Regions from separate parts of the Gossypium hirsutum genome. Here region 2 is linked to region 1. The links are chromatin contacts, called in public Hi-C maps. All regions are on one chromosome and are shown on one strand. The core of a region is the stretch at or near the end of the contact, and the rest is flanking DNA. Distances in the headings are between cores, read along the strand shown.

Region 1 (7,140 bases), core at 4,587-7,086:
ATACAATTAATACAATTAATAATTTGATAAATTTACTAATCAAATGTTAGATTTTATTACAACAATTAATACAATTAACAATTAATAATTTGATAATTTTACTAACAATTAATTTTAATAACAATTATTTTTAATTTTATTAAAAAAATAATTTTAATTTTAATTTTAATTAAAAACGGGCCGGGCCGGGCTGGGCTCGGGCCCCATATTTTTTCTTCGGGCCGGGCCTGGGAAAAATCTCAAGCCCATATTTTGGGCCGGGCCGGGCTCGGGCCTAGTAAATGGGCTGAAAATTTTTGTGGGCCCGGCCCGGCCCATGGACAGGTCTAGTTTGGATGGGTAGTGCATTACATGCAATTAATGTAAAAACAGTGGTGGCGGTGAGATTAGATACTGTAGCGTGAGACAAAAAGTAAGTTAAACACACCGCACCGCACCTAATCGCCCATCCAAAGCCACCCTAAATATTAATTCAACCCACATTAATATTATTAATAAATTGATGGAAGATGTGGATTTGAAAAGGATTTTGATATATAATTTCCATTTTAAAGAGTTGGTGAGATTATGAATTATTAAAAAAATATATTAAATACTTTATGTTAGGTTCTTATTTTTGGTGATTGACCAGAAAAAACCCTACCATTTAAGAATTCATTGGGCTGCTAACTATGAAACAATCATTTTCATTTTCATCTTTATCTTTATCTTTATCTTTTCCATCATTAAACCTTGAAAAAGAATGAGAGATGTAAGAGGTTAGAGATGGAGGAGATTCTGGTCTAGAAATAGAGAAGAAGTCGATTCATCCTCTTAGGATTTCTATAGAATTTTATTATATAAGGTTGGACCCTAAGTCAAATTCCAAGTCAAGCCATTTAAATTATAATTATATAACAAAACCCAAGGTAAAAATAGGAATAGTAACCATCTCTTATTTGCATATTAATTTTAATTTATGGGTGGTTGGATATTGATGAGAAGTTTGAAAGTTTATAGAAAAATAGGGCACTTTATTGGCATGGAATATATAAATGGTTTAGTGTGGGGAGAGAAAGGTACATTAAGGGGATAGAACTGCCACACTTATTTAGGTAAGTGGTGCAAAATCAAATATTTAGTAGCTATATGACACTTGAGTGGAAAGTGGGTGATTTCTTGGATCACCCCCCACATTATGCCATTTTTCTCCCCTTGGATCACTCCCCACCTCTATTTCCTCAACTCAAACCCCATTTTCTTATTTGCTGCTTCTAGGGATCCAATATGGAATTTCTTGGTGCATGAGTCATTTTTTGGATTTCTTTTCTTAATGGGAGATTAAGTTTGACCAATGTATTATTATTATTATTTTATTAGTCACATTTATTTTTAATCATTTTATTCACTAATAATGGGATATAAAAAGTTGATGTATTCACACGTGCCTTTTAAAATAAAATTTTGTCATAATTGAATTGGTCATGGGATGAATCTGATGAGATAAAACGAATTGAGACAAAAAAACCAATTGAGCTGGCTTTTATAATTTTTTAAAAATTTTAATAATTTATTTACTTGAACCGCCGGATAAAAAATCTCATTGATTTAATTTTCAATTCATTTAAAAGAAAAGAAAAATATAAATTGGGATTTGAATATTTCCATTATTTTGGAATTATGACTAATAATAAAATATGTATTTTAAGTACAGAGTGTAATTGAAGATCAACTCAAAGGTTCATCCAACAGTTGTACACATTCATGTGGATTAGAATAAAAATAATCTTCTTCTTTTGGTCTATCCGGAATGACCACCCGTTTCTTCGGGTTTCCCATTCTATCCGAATGTACTTCCTTCACGGTTTCTGAGAACTCGTCCCAGCTTAACGACCCGCTCTGGTATTCATCTATTAACTTAACCAGAAGTTTTCTGTCTAATAAGATCGTTTTCTTGAACCCCAAGAATCTGGAACGTGTTAAACAAGCAATTATCGATATAAATCAAATTCAAGTTCGAACAGCTACAGAAGAGAATTGACGCGAGTGTCAGATATGTTTACCTCCGATGGCCTTCGACAACCTTGGCCATGTTTATTATTTTAAATTTTAAATTTTTGTACATTAAATAAAAAAATTTTAAATTTTAGCAAAGGATCATATTTACTTTAAATTATAAAAATATTATTAGAGTAAAATAAACATAAACATAAATTATAAAAATATTATTAGAGTAAAAATTTAAAATTTTTTTATTTCATAAACTATTCTCATCAAATTCACATAAACATAAAATGCGAATTAGTTTATACTTTTTTAAATAGCTTTATTTTAAGTAAAATATATTTACTTTAATAATAAAATAAAAGGCTTTTATGAGTAAAAATCATAGATTAAGAGCTTATTTAACTACAAAAATAGGTTGAGGGCTTGTTTATTAAATAAAAAAGTGAGTTGAAGGGGAATAAAAAGAAAATAATAAATAAGGATGGCTTAGAAGGCAATTAGCCACTTTTCAAGTTTAGTGCCGGAGCGGCACCATTTCACTTTCTTTTCTCAAAATGGTAAATTTGCGTATCAGGTCCTTGAATACTTTAGATCATTACATTTCAGTCCTGTGCCGCCTGTGGCAGGCCCTCCACCAGGCTATCATGTTTTTTTTTTGTATTATTTTGGTAAATAAAAAAAATTAATATTCTTTTGGTATTTTTTTTTATTTTTTTTGTAATATTTTTGTAAAAGATCCGAATTGTAAGTACAAGAATTGATGCGAGAGTGTCAGATGTGTTTACCTCCGATGGCCTTCGACAACCTTGGCCATGTTTCCGTCATATGTAGGAACGAATATATCACTTTCTAAGGAAACTAGATAATCCAACGCTGCCATTTGGGATGAGTGGTTTTGGAAGAACTTCAAGTCCGATCGAACTAGCAGAGTCTCCTTTCTGACCTGTTGTGCAAGAAAAGCCGACTGTTAGATCACATATAACATGCATTGTAGATGCCGAACATACATCTTACTGACCAAATTAGGAAATGCTTCTGCCAACGGAGCCATCCGTCTCTCTCCACCATATATTTCTCCAGCGGCAATGTAAATTTGAACATTGCGGTCAATACCGAGCGCTCTTAATACTAGAGCAGTTTCTTCGGGTGTCAAAGGGCACAAACCTTCTTTCCTTTTCATTTCTGAATTTATTACTTTTTCCTTCCACCAGGGATAAGCATACCTAATAATACCGGATTTGCTGTAATTAGTAAAGAGATGACATAATTTATTGTTGTGGGAATGACAAAAAAGGCTTACAGCATACCTCATCCTTGTAAGTTCTTCCTCTTCATCGCTGTTGCAACCATGAGTGCAGCCGGAAAAAGCCAACATGTCCATTTCATATCGGAGATGAAGCACGAGAAAAGGGCCTTTTTCCCTCAAAATCTTGACAACCCTTCTACCCAATTCCTCGATTTGAGAAGTAAATTTAAGCGCATTGAAATTTACACGGCAGCGCAACTTCTGAATCTCGGGTGGTAGGTTATTATTTGCAAGCCGAGCATCAGTTTTATTCAACTGTACAACTTTGTGCTTTTGCACAAGAGGAAGAATCTGGTAACAATGACTCCAGAATTAGATGCAATACAACGAATTGCAAACAATACCAGGACAGCAAAGCTTATTCCATCTTTAATCGATAGGCAACTAACCTGATGAGCATAATAAGAAATATCGGACCAACTAATCGGTTGCATAGAGAGGAACATTCCTTGGTCAACTCGATGCTGAACTCGGGGTGGTAATTCCTTCAATATCCGAACCTCATCTCTCAAGGAAGTAATGAAGTGATCAACATCGAAAATGTCCTTAAACTCACTGATCATAATTTATAAACAATCAATTTGAGGATCATCTTGAATTGCAGCTCATAATTCGAATCCAAAAACAAAGATTAAATAGATAGTATGTACCTAGGGTCATTCCAGAAAGAGGTTTTATCTAGTTCAGGAACAATAAGTGTGACATTTAGGTATCTGGCAATGGCAACCATGTCGCAAATCTGCAGAACAGAAGCCGGAAAAGACATGAAATGGTTAGCATCTGAACAGGAAAGTTATGAGCTAAAAAACAGACAGTGAAACAAGGAAATTCCAAATGATGCTGAGATGAAAAAATCAACTTACCGCAGCTCGCATTTGGTTGAGTCCTCCATTGCAGGAAACCATAAGATAACCATTATTCTTATATAACCCTGTAAAAAAAAACAGTCATCAAATAAGAACAGTAGTCATAGACAACTTGATTGGGGGGGGGGGGGGTTCTTCAATTTCCATCAAAGGGAAAAAGCAGAAAGCCCCATAAAGGCTTTAATAGCTGATAAGGCAAGCAAAAGATTCACAGGTTAATTGACATAAGAAAAAGGGGGAAAAAAGATGATAAAAAGCAAAGTCTTTGTTAAGGACTTAAGAAGGCATCTTTGACAGAAAAAATTGCCTGTTCACAAGAAATACATACAAACAAACAAACAAACAAACACCAAATATTGAAGAAATGGCGATTAATTAAAATCAATCATTGCATACTCAAGAAATCGCAAATAAAAAGAAAGGAACTTTTGAGAACTTACTTTTCGGTGGAAGAATGAGTTTTGGTGGAATAGAAGACAATTCAGGAGCAACCAAAGGCAACTCAGAAGTAGAATGAGTGAAACAAGAAGGCCAGCCTTTGAGCAACTTGGGACCAAAAAATTCGCCTAATGTCATCAAATGAGCAAAGCATGTCCATATCAAAATTGTGGTTAATGCCCTTATCATCCATAGCTTCATTCTAGACCTTGAAACCATTGAATTCTTTAACTTCTCCACTTTCCCTTCCCCAAACATCTTAATTTTCATTTCCCACTGTTTCCTGTAATCACACTTTCCACTTGTCTCTTCTACTCTGCACATTGTAAATTACCCCTTTTCACCTCAAACTTCACCCCCACTTGATCCAAATCTTCAGGCTTTTTTAATCAATTATAATGCAAAAAAAAAAAAACCTCTGAAATTTTGGGTTTTCTTTTCCCAAGATATGGTGATTTCTGAAAATTTTAATAAACTTAACCACCAACTCCTTGAACTCTAAACTTCCCTTGTAACCAAACTTTTGAATTAAGATAATAACAAAAACCTTAGCTAGAAACAACAGCTCCACCAAGCTTACCAAAAGCAAAACTAAAGCTTAAAAAAGACAAACCCAGATTTAAAAAACTTACTTATTTTGGCCAAAACCCCGTAAACTCTCAACATACATTATCCAAATATGCAAAACCCAGAATTCTTATGATTCGGTTTCAGCTAAATCTCCACTAACTACTCCCCAGAAAAGCCTTCTTTTCAAAATGATCCAAAAAAAAAAGAAAAAAGAACCAAGTTCCTTTAGCTTATAAACAGAATGCTGAAAAGGGAAAAGCCTCAATTGAGGTTCATTCTCTTTTTCCGGTGAAACTTCCCGACCAGATCCCGGCGAGGTCGACGCCGGTGAACTGCTCAGAAAAGAAAACCAAAGTTGTGAGCTTGAGAGAGAGAGAGAGAGAGAGGGGGACAGGGACAGGGACAAAAGAGGTGAGAGCTTTGAGTTGTGGTTTGATAGAAGGGAAAGAAAAAGGTTAAAAGCCTGCAATTAAGGCATTAATGTGTTGGGATTTCTTTTGCTGTTAAGGAGTTGGAGGATCTTCACTGCAGCTGTTGATAATTGAGGAAACTATAAAACCTTGTAATTCTGTCAATTATAATTTTTCGTCATAAAGAAAGGAAAATAATTAGCTGTAACATTAAACAAAGATAACAAAACGAGTATTTTCAGTTCCTTTTAGTTTTCTTTCTTCCTTTTTATTAATTAAATTTTCTATTATTAAAATAACAAAATCATCCGCGAAATCAAACCCTTTTTTGTTTCAAAATGTCGGCGTATTTTACACTTCATAGATGTTATAAAAGTTAGGGTTAATTGCACTACAGCTCCCCAAATTATGACCTAAATTATAAATTAATTTTTAAACTTCAAAATATAACATCATATTAGCCTATCCATTAGTTTGGATGTTGTTGATATAATTCCAAGTAATGAATCCAATTTTAACCACGTCACGTGAACAACTTTCATCAATGTGTTAAAAAATTATTACTACTAAATTTTAATGATATTGTGTTTTTTTAGGGATATTAAATTCTTTTAGCCTTCCAACTTTATAAAATATATATTAATTAGTCCTTCATTTAATTTTTCACCTATTTTAACCCTTAAACTTATATTGTTTGTCAAATCACCTTAAAATGTATGAAAAAATTAATATTTGTTAACTTTGTTAACGTGACATACACGTGGATCACTACATGTATGCCATGTAAGTTAAAAAATTAAAAATATTATTTTTAATTTTTAAAATTTTTTTTTTTACATTTTTCAAATTTAAAAAAATTTATTAATGGTTGATATGACATCTACGTTTATCCCACGATAGCTAACTTTTCATCTATTTTGGGGTGATTTGACAAACAACACAAATTTAAAAGCTAAAAAAATGAAAAATTAAATGGAGAGTTAAAATGATTTTTTTTTGTAAAGTTGGAATGACAAATAAATCATTCTGTTTTCTTTTTTTTTAATATGCTAAATTCAAACTACCTTTACAGTTAGCGGTGTTCAAACGGTCAGTTCGATTATTAATCGAATTACCCGAAATGTAAAAATCTTTAATTGCTAATCGAACTAATTTTTTTTCAAATATATTAACCGGACCGAAATATTTTGGTTAATTCAGTCGGTTAATCAAATTAATTGAAATTTATATGTTTTTATCTTTTGGTTAAAATAAGTATAAAACATATAAAAAAATACATTGTTAATGTTCATTTTTTTTAATAGTTCAAAAAATATATTATATGTTATATATTATTTATTTTGATTAATATAAAAAATAATAGTTCGAAAAATACATTGCTAATATAAAAAATATATTATATAATATATTATTTATTTTGATTAATTCGGTTAATTACCCGATTTCGAACCGAAATAACTGATAATCAAAATTTTAAAAAATCATTAACCGATTTTCGACCGAATTAATTCAGCCATCGACCGATTAACCGAATTAAATCGGTTCGGTCAATTAATTCAATTTT
Region 2 (6,602 bases), core at 3,762-6,261, 97 kb after region 1:
AGTATATGGAAGAACAAGATCTTGATAATCTTAATGATACAGATTCTAATGATGATGATGATGAACTTGTTTAACGACCAATAGATGATGATAAGGAGCATATTTTAAATATTAAAGAGGGAATAACCTAACAAATATAGAACACTAAAACAATTAGATAAAATTGCATATGATATTTATTTTTCTTATTATTTTTATTAGTAATCATATTATCAACTATTCTTTCAGACTACCATAATAGATATGATGATTTGATTTTAATTTTTGTAACTTATTTAGAATTTCTTTTATCGTGTTAATAACTTTTTAGAGTAATTAATATTTTTAAAAATATAAATTATGTAACTATGTAATTAAAATTTGTAATTACAATGTAATTATACTTTGTCAACCAAACACATTTAGAGAATTACAATTCTTAGTACCTACAAAAATAATTTAATTACTATCCTAATAACTACACTTTTATTCAATTACTTTGCACTATAATTTTAGATGTATTATTCAAAAAAATTTCTTGCCTTTGGAACAATATAATACATCCTAGCTGTAAATTTAATTGACTGGAAAATGGACTTATATATATACTTTGTTTTTTAATTATATACACAACAATCTTTTTGTCTAATGTAATGAAAAAGAAGAAAATAATTTATTATTACTTTAATAAAATGTTATTATGATAAATACTACCTTGTGATCAAATTTCTTCTTAAAATTTAATTTTATTTATTATCAACATTAAATTCTATTATTATTATTACTATTTTTTATTTTTATTATTATTATTATTATTAGAATTCGATTTTAATAATATTATGGGTTTGTTTAGACCATACAGAGTAATTAAATGAAATTATAATTATTAGGGTAGTAGTTACAGTATCTTGTAATTACATAAAATTATAATTTCCTAAACATGTTTGGCTGATGAAGTGTAATTATATCGTAATTATCTATATCATACTGGGTAGTACAAATTAAATCATAATATATATTATGTTAATCTATAAAAAAGTTGATAATAAAATTACTAAAAATAGCAAGAAAAATAAAAATTATATGCAAATTTATCTAATTGCTCTAGTGCATATTTTTTGAATTATTCTCTCTTTAATATTTAACTTATACTCCTAATCATCATTTGTTGGTCCTTGATCAAGTTCATCATCATATGAATTTAAATTTACATCATTAAGATTGTAACACCCTAATTTATTTAATTTTGTTTTTGTGAAATTTGTCATAAATTTTTTATAAATATGTATTTGCTTCAATGGCTAAGTGTTTTGGATGTGTGTTTGAGGTCTTGGGCTTAAGTCTCACTTTTGAAAAATATATTATTTTTTATCCTAGTCTATTCATTATTTTATTTCTAGTCAAATCATATCAGAATGAGCCTATTGGTTCAAGTTCTAAGGTGTTAGCTTGCCTGAAGGTTTCATGTTTGAATTCCAGTGTAAGTGTGGATGATAATTTTTGCTTCGGTTGGCTGACAGAGGTTCGATAGAGTTAAAATTCTGAGGTAGTTGGATGTGGATTGAGGTGTCAAATTTGGTAGGATTATGTGGTTAATGAGTTAGTGGAGAGTTGGGATGTAGTAGGATTTTATTTCGAAGTAAAGAATTTTAATTTAATTTTAGTTTTTTTCTTATTTTATTTTTCCCCAAAATTCCTTTGACCTTTTTTTTCTTTTCCCCTCTCTATTACAATTAATTTCATTTCTTTTCCCTTTTGATTCTATCACCATTTTTTTCATTCAATCACAATACTTCAATTTTTTGGGTTCTTCGTGCTGCTTCGTAAGTAAGGGTTTGTTGTAGTTTTGAAGGAGTCTTAGTTAATGTTTCAATTTTCTGTTGGTATATAAAGTTGATTCAGTATACCATTTTGTTAAGTGATTTTCAGGAAATCCGAGACTCTCCGGTTGTGTAGTAAAATTAGAGGCTATTGTAGTCATGGGTAAGCTTTTGAAATGTTTTAGCGCAATCTTTTTGTTAAAATTTTGCTTTTGGTTGTGTTTTATTCGAGTGGTGACTCAATTGGAATTGAGGAATTAAGATTGATTTTCGGCATTTTGTTGATGGATTGTAGGTTTCGGTTGTCTCGAGATTGCTTTCACATAAAAAATGAGCCAGATGTGTAACGAGAACGCAAGAAAACGTCGATCGACGAAAGCCGAAAAACTAGCCTATCGACCCCACACTGGCGTGTGCTCGACTGTGTAGTCGCACACGGCCGTATGATGGGTGTGTGTGTGGCCGTGTGGGTCACACAACCTAGGCTAATTCGGGCGTGTGGCTGTGGGCCACATGGGCCCATGGGCCCAAAATTTAGAATTTTTCCCTATGGTCGCACATGTCATTTCCATTGACTATGGGCCTTCCGTAAGGTCGGTAAGGGCAAAACAAACCCTAAAGCATGAAATCTGCTACTCTAGTAGATTGGGTTGAGTATGATGAAATACGATATGTATGATCTGATTATTATGTATAAACATGTGTAATTTATGTATATGAGCATGCGAGACATGTTAGTTTTGACATATCTGTTATTCTGTTATCTGCATGTGTGTATGGGGTGGGATATGTATATGTGGAGGACGTATTCTATGAGGCGACATGTCGCCAATATACTGGCAGCATGGCTGCAACTTATTCTGACAAGTGTCGTACGGACACTTTGTGATGTGCAAGGCTGGGTGAGTGTTTTATACCCCACATAGTGTGTTGAGATGGTCAGAGTTGGTGTGTAGAGGATAGGGGTAAGACTTTGCATATCTGCATGATTCTGAGATAATCTGATTCTGTTAAGGATTTATGTCTGTATCTGTTCTGCTATGTGGGAAATCTAAGAATATATGTATGTATGTTTTCGTTAAGTTACACACTGATTTTTTAAAAATTCACATCTATTTGTCTGTTCTGTTTAGGTAATCCTCAAGCATAGGCAGATTGGTGCAACGGAGGCTCAGTGGTGACCACTAGTCTGTGAACTGTTTTTAATTAATAATTTATTTAATTTTCTAGATTTTCCTTGAGAGTTTTGTAATTTTGGGACTTTTTGGACTACTTGTTTATAATTTTTGGATTTGGATGTGTTTTGATTTTTATCCTGCAACGTATGATAAAACAATGGTTTTACGCAAACAAGTGTTTTTTTGAAAACACAAGCTCGATTTTCAAATATAAATACTTTTAAAACATCCGCTGCAAATTATGTTTTCTGAAAGAGCAAATTGTTGATAGTTTCGTTACTAAATATAATAATAATATGTTTTATAAAATGTGGACTCTTTTACTAATAAACTATACAGGGTTTTTAACATGATAAGATTGGATTTGAAACCCTTCTTCGTAACATTTCCAGATTCGGCCATAACGTCTAGACCAGGTTTGGGGTGTTACAAAGATTATCAAGATATCCTTCTTCCATGTACTCTTCAAAGTATGGATAATCTCAATTCCACTTATTATTATTGAAATTATGAAATATGCAACATATTACTACGATCCAACTTTGTTTTTTTTACTATACTAAGGTTATTTTGTTAATATGAGAATTTTTTTTTTTAGAATAACAAATGTATTCTCAACTACATTTCAAAGCCTTAAATGTCTCAAATTAAAGAGTTCGTGAATTGTCTATAGTACTTATTCATGACACCATTCTTTCAAATGGTATTATACCCCACGATATGGTGCAAAAAAAAATCTATGCATAAGTAGCACCAACCTTATAATATTTAGGTTCACATTCCAAATAGTCTATAACTTTCTCTCTAAGAATTAGAAAGTGTAATTGGGGTGCTCCAACTACACCCAATTTGGTGGAACTCATCTGTTATAATAGTTACCCAAACATGTCATCATTGTATAATTACAAGCAATTACACTCAAATTCAATTACTAAGTGACTTTCTAAACACTACCTATATGTCAAATATTTGAATTTAAATGTATCACATAAAAATAAGAAAAATTATTTGATATTCGAGTAAAATTTTTAAACTCGAGATTTTAAAAGTGCCGTAAAAAAATTCAAAAATTAGAAAAATACATATAATAGTATTTGAATCCTGCCAATAAAATTAAAATATTTCACTAACACTAGCAACTACTATCATTGTAAATAAAATTAATTAAATAATAAAATGATTTTTCTCAAAATTAGATCACCATGATAAATTATATAAATATATTTTATAATTTAATGTTTTAAAAATTGAATAATATAAATTAGTACACAACATATAAGGAAAATAATATAAATATCATACAAATACATTTATATACCATATATATAATATCCGGTAAAGTTTCCAATACTGATATTTTATTTTGGAAGCATAGCATGAGCTTATACAACACCTAGCTTGGATTTTCTAAGAGGTTTGGATAAATTAAAATTTTGGGTTATTATATAAAAAAAAAAGACCCAATTTAAGTTCAAGACTTTTGACAATGTTAACTTGCCATCAATTTTGTCACATGGCACACTAAGGTTGGGCCATTCAAAAAATCAAGCAATTTGTGTTATATTTATTTAAAAATTCTAAAAATATAAAAAAAATTAGAATTTTTCATTTTTTAATATAGATTTATTTTAAAGTAATAAAAATATTAAAAATTATAAAAAATTGCAGCCAATATCTTTGAGCTTATCAATAAGGCCTTCACGATTGTTTACAGCATTCTTCGATGGCTCCACTAACTTCAAATATGATTTAGACCCAACACATATGATTCAGACTCAAATTGCCTAAAAACTGTTACATCATCATCATCATCCGTTGTATTCTCAGCTTGTAAGCTTGGTTCTTTACTTTGAAACCCCATTGCCTAAAAACTTACCATTAAAAATGGAGGAAATCAGAAGGGAGGTCATAACTTGTAAATACCATTTGTATTCCCATATAAAGCAATCAAAATCCATATGAGCAACAAGGCAAATAAAATACCAATAATTGGGTTTCAAATAGTGTTGTCACGGCCGCGATGGTCGGCAAACCTCAAAAACAGTCTTTAAGCTTGAAAATCAAGCGTGAAATAGTAGAAATCAATGAAGCTAAAATTAGGGTTTAAAATTTTACCTACCTTAATTTCTGTGGTAGGCCTTGCACAGTAGAGACAGACAGACAGTGGGAAGCTTGCCTGGTAGCAGGAATGTGTTGAGAGTACGCCAGAAAATTTTTAAAGGAAATCTTTATAAAAAAATTTATATTTGTTTCCATTTTTTTAACTTTTATAATTTAAAAAAGGGGTAAATTTCACCAACAATCACCCAACTTTGGGGTAGCTAACAAAACAGTCACCTAGGTTTCATTTTAGTCACTCAACTTTTAAAAAGTTACAAACAGCCACTAACGTTATAAAAAAGTAAGAAAATAGTCACTGATTAACAATTTCCGTTAGGGTGTTAACGGACCGCTGACGTGGCAAGTTAACTTGCCACGTTGGTGAAGCGACTGATGGGTCTTGGTTTGGGGCGGGTTTAGGGAAAATTTGAAGGGTTATGGGGTTTAGGGGTAAAAAATTAGAAATAGATTAGGATTAAAGAGGTTTGGGGGGAAAAAAGAAAATCGATTTGGGGAAATTTTGATTGTGATTTGGGTTGGTTTAGGGTTGAAACTGATTCGGGAATCGATTAAAAAGGGTTTAGGGTTAGAAATCGATTCAATAATCGATTAACAGGGTATAAGGGTTTAGGGTACGATTGGTCTTTTTTGTTTGGGGAGAAAAGAAGAAGAAATCAGAAACCATTCAGTGTTTCTGATTCTCAGCGACAATGGGCAATAGAAGAGAAGCTGACAATGTTGTTACATCCACTTTAACTGGTAAGTTGTTGCATTTAGTTTTTTATTTTTTAGATTTAGGGTTATTTCGATTTCAATTTTGATTTTGATTTTGATTTTGATTTTGATTTCGATTTCGATTTCGATTTTGATTTTGATTTTGATTTCAATTTTGAAACACTCACTGATTTTGATTTTGATTTTGATTTCAATTTCGATTTCGATTTCGATTTCGATTTTGATTTCGAATTGGATTTTGATCTAGGGTTATTTCGATTTTGGTTTTATTTGTTATTAATGTGCATGACAGATTAGGTTTTGGTTATTAAAGTGAATGACATATAATGTGTATTATATGCCATGTGCATGATGTTTATTGTTTTATCTGCCATTGTATGAATACCATTATCAAACTGATGTTTATTGTTTATATCTGCCATTGTTTGTATCCAAGCTGCTATATTGTATGTGGCAATATCAAATTTGTTATTTACCTTCTATATTGTACTGGCTATTGTATGTTATTGTTTGCCATGTGCATGACAAAAATGGTTGTGTTTGTATTAAATTATTTTTGTATTAGTTGTCTACCATGTGCATGGCAGAAATGGTTGTGTTTGTATTAAATTATTTTGTATTGGTTATTGTCTGACAGAAATGGTTAAAGTGTTTGCCTATGTTGTCTGCCTTTATTGATGAGTAATTTGTTTGGCAGGTTTAATTGATGACAATTTAATGAGAATGAAGAAGAAATGTCTAGCAGTGATGTGTCTGGTAGTGATGCATCTGAAAGTGATGTGTCTAATAA

What was found. Hi-C and Micro-C count contacts between places; a contact is called where the count stands out from the background.
Region 2: a Hi-C map of fibers shows a contact between it and region 1, with 2.1 times the contacts expected there. The contact joins the enhancer-like site here to the promoter of LOC107954885 in region 1. A contact is called at or near these places in 13 of 34 Hi-C or Micro-C datasets (anther, callus, fibers and 4 more).

What each region holds. Positions count from the first base shown.
Region 1 is chrD07:47,309,004-47,316,143 of Gossypium_hirsutum_v2.1, forward strand. It overlaps LOC107954885 (rhamnogalacturonan I rhamnosyltransferase 1), which reads right to left and starts at 5,837. Exons shown (of 8, transcript XM_016890570.2): 1 at 4,599-5,837; 2 at 4,156-4,223; 3 at 3,943-4,031; 4 at 3,682-3,847; 5 at 3,294-3,583; 6 at 3,005-3,209; 7 at 2,772-2,929; 8 at 1,627-1,948. The coding sequence starts at 4,920. The coding sequence ends at 1,708.
Region 2 is chrD07:47,406,735-47,413,336 of Gossypium_hirsutum_v2.1, forward strand. No RefSeq gene overlaps it. Among protein-coding and RNA genes, the nearest start is that of LOC107954886, 28 kb to the right of the region's middle. Within about 2 kb of position 5,012, at least 6 of the 9 cell types and tissues checked have an H3K27ac peak or open chromatin away from gene starts, as enhancers often do. A contact at or near this core is called in fibers, where this site is marked.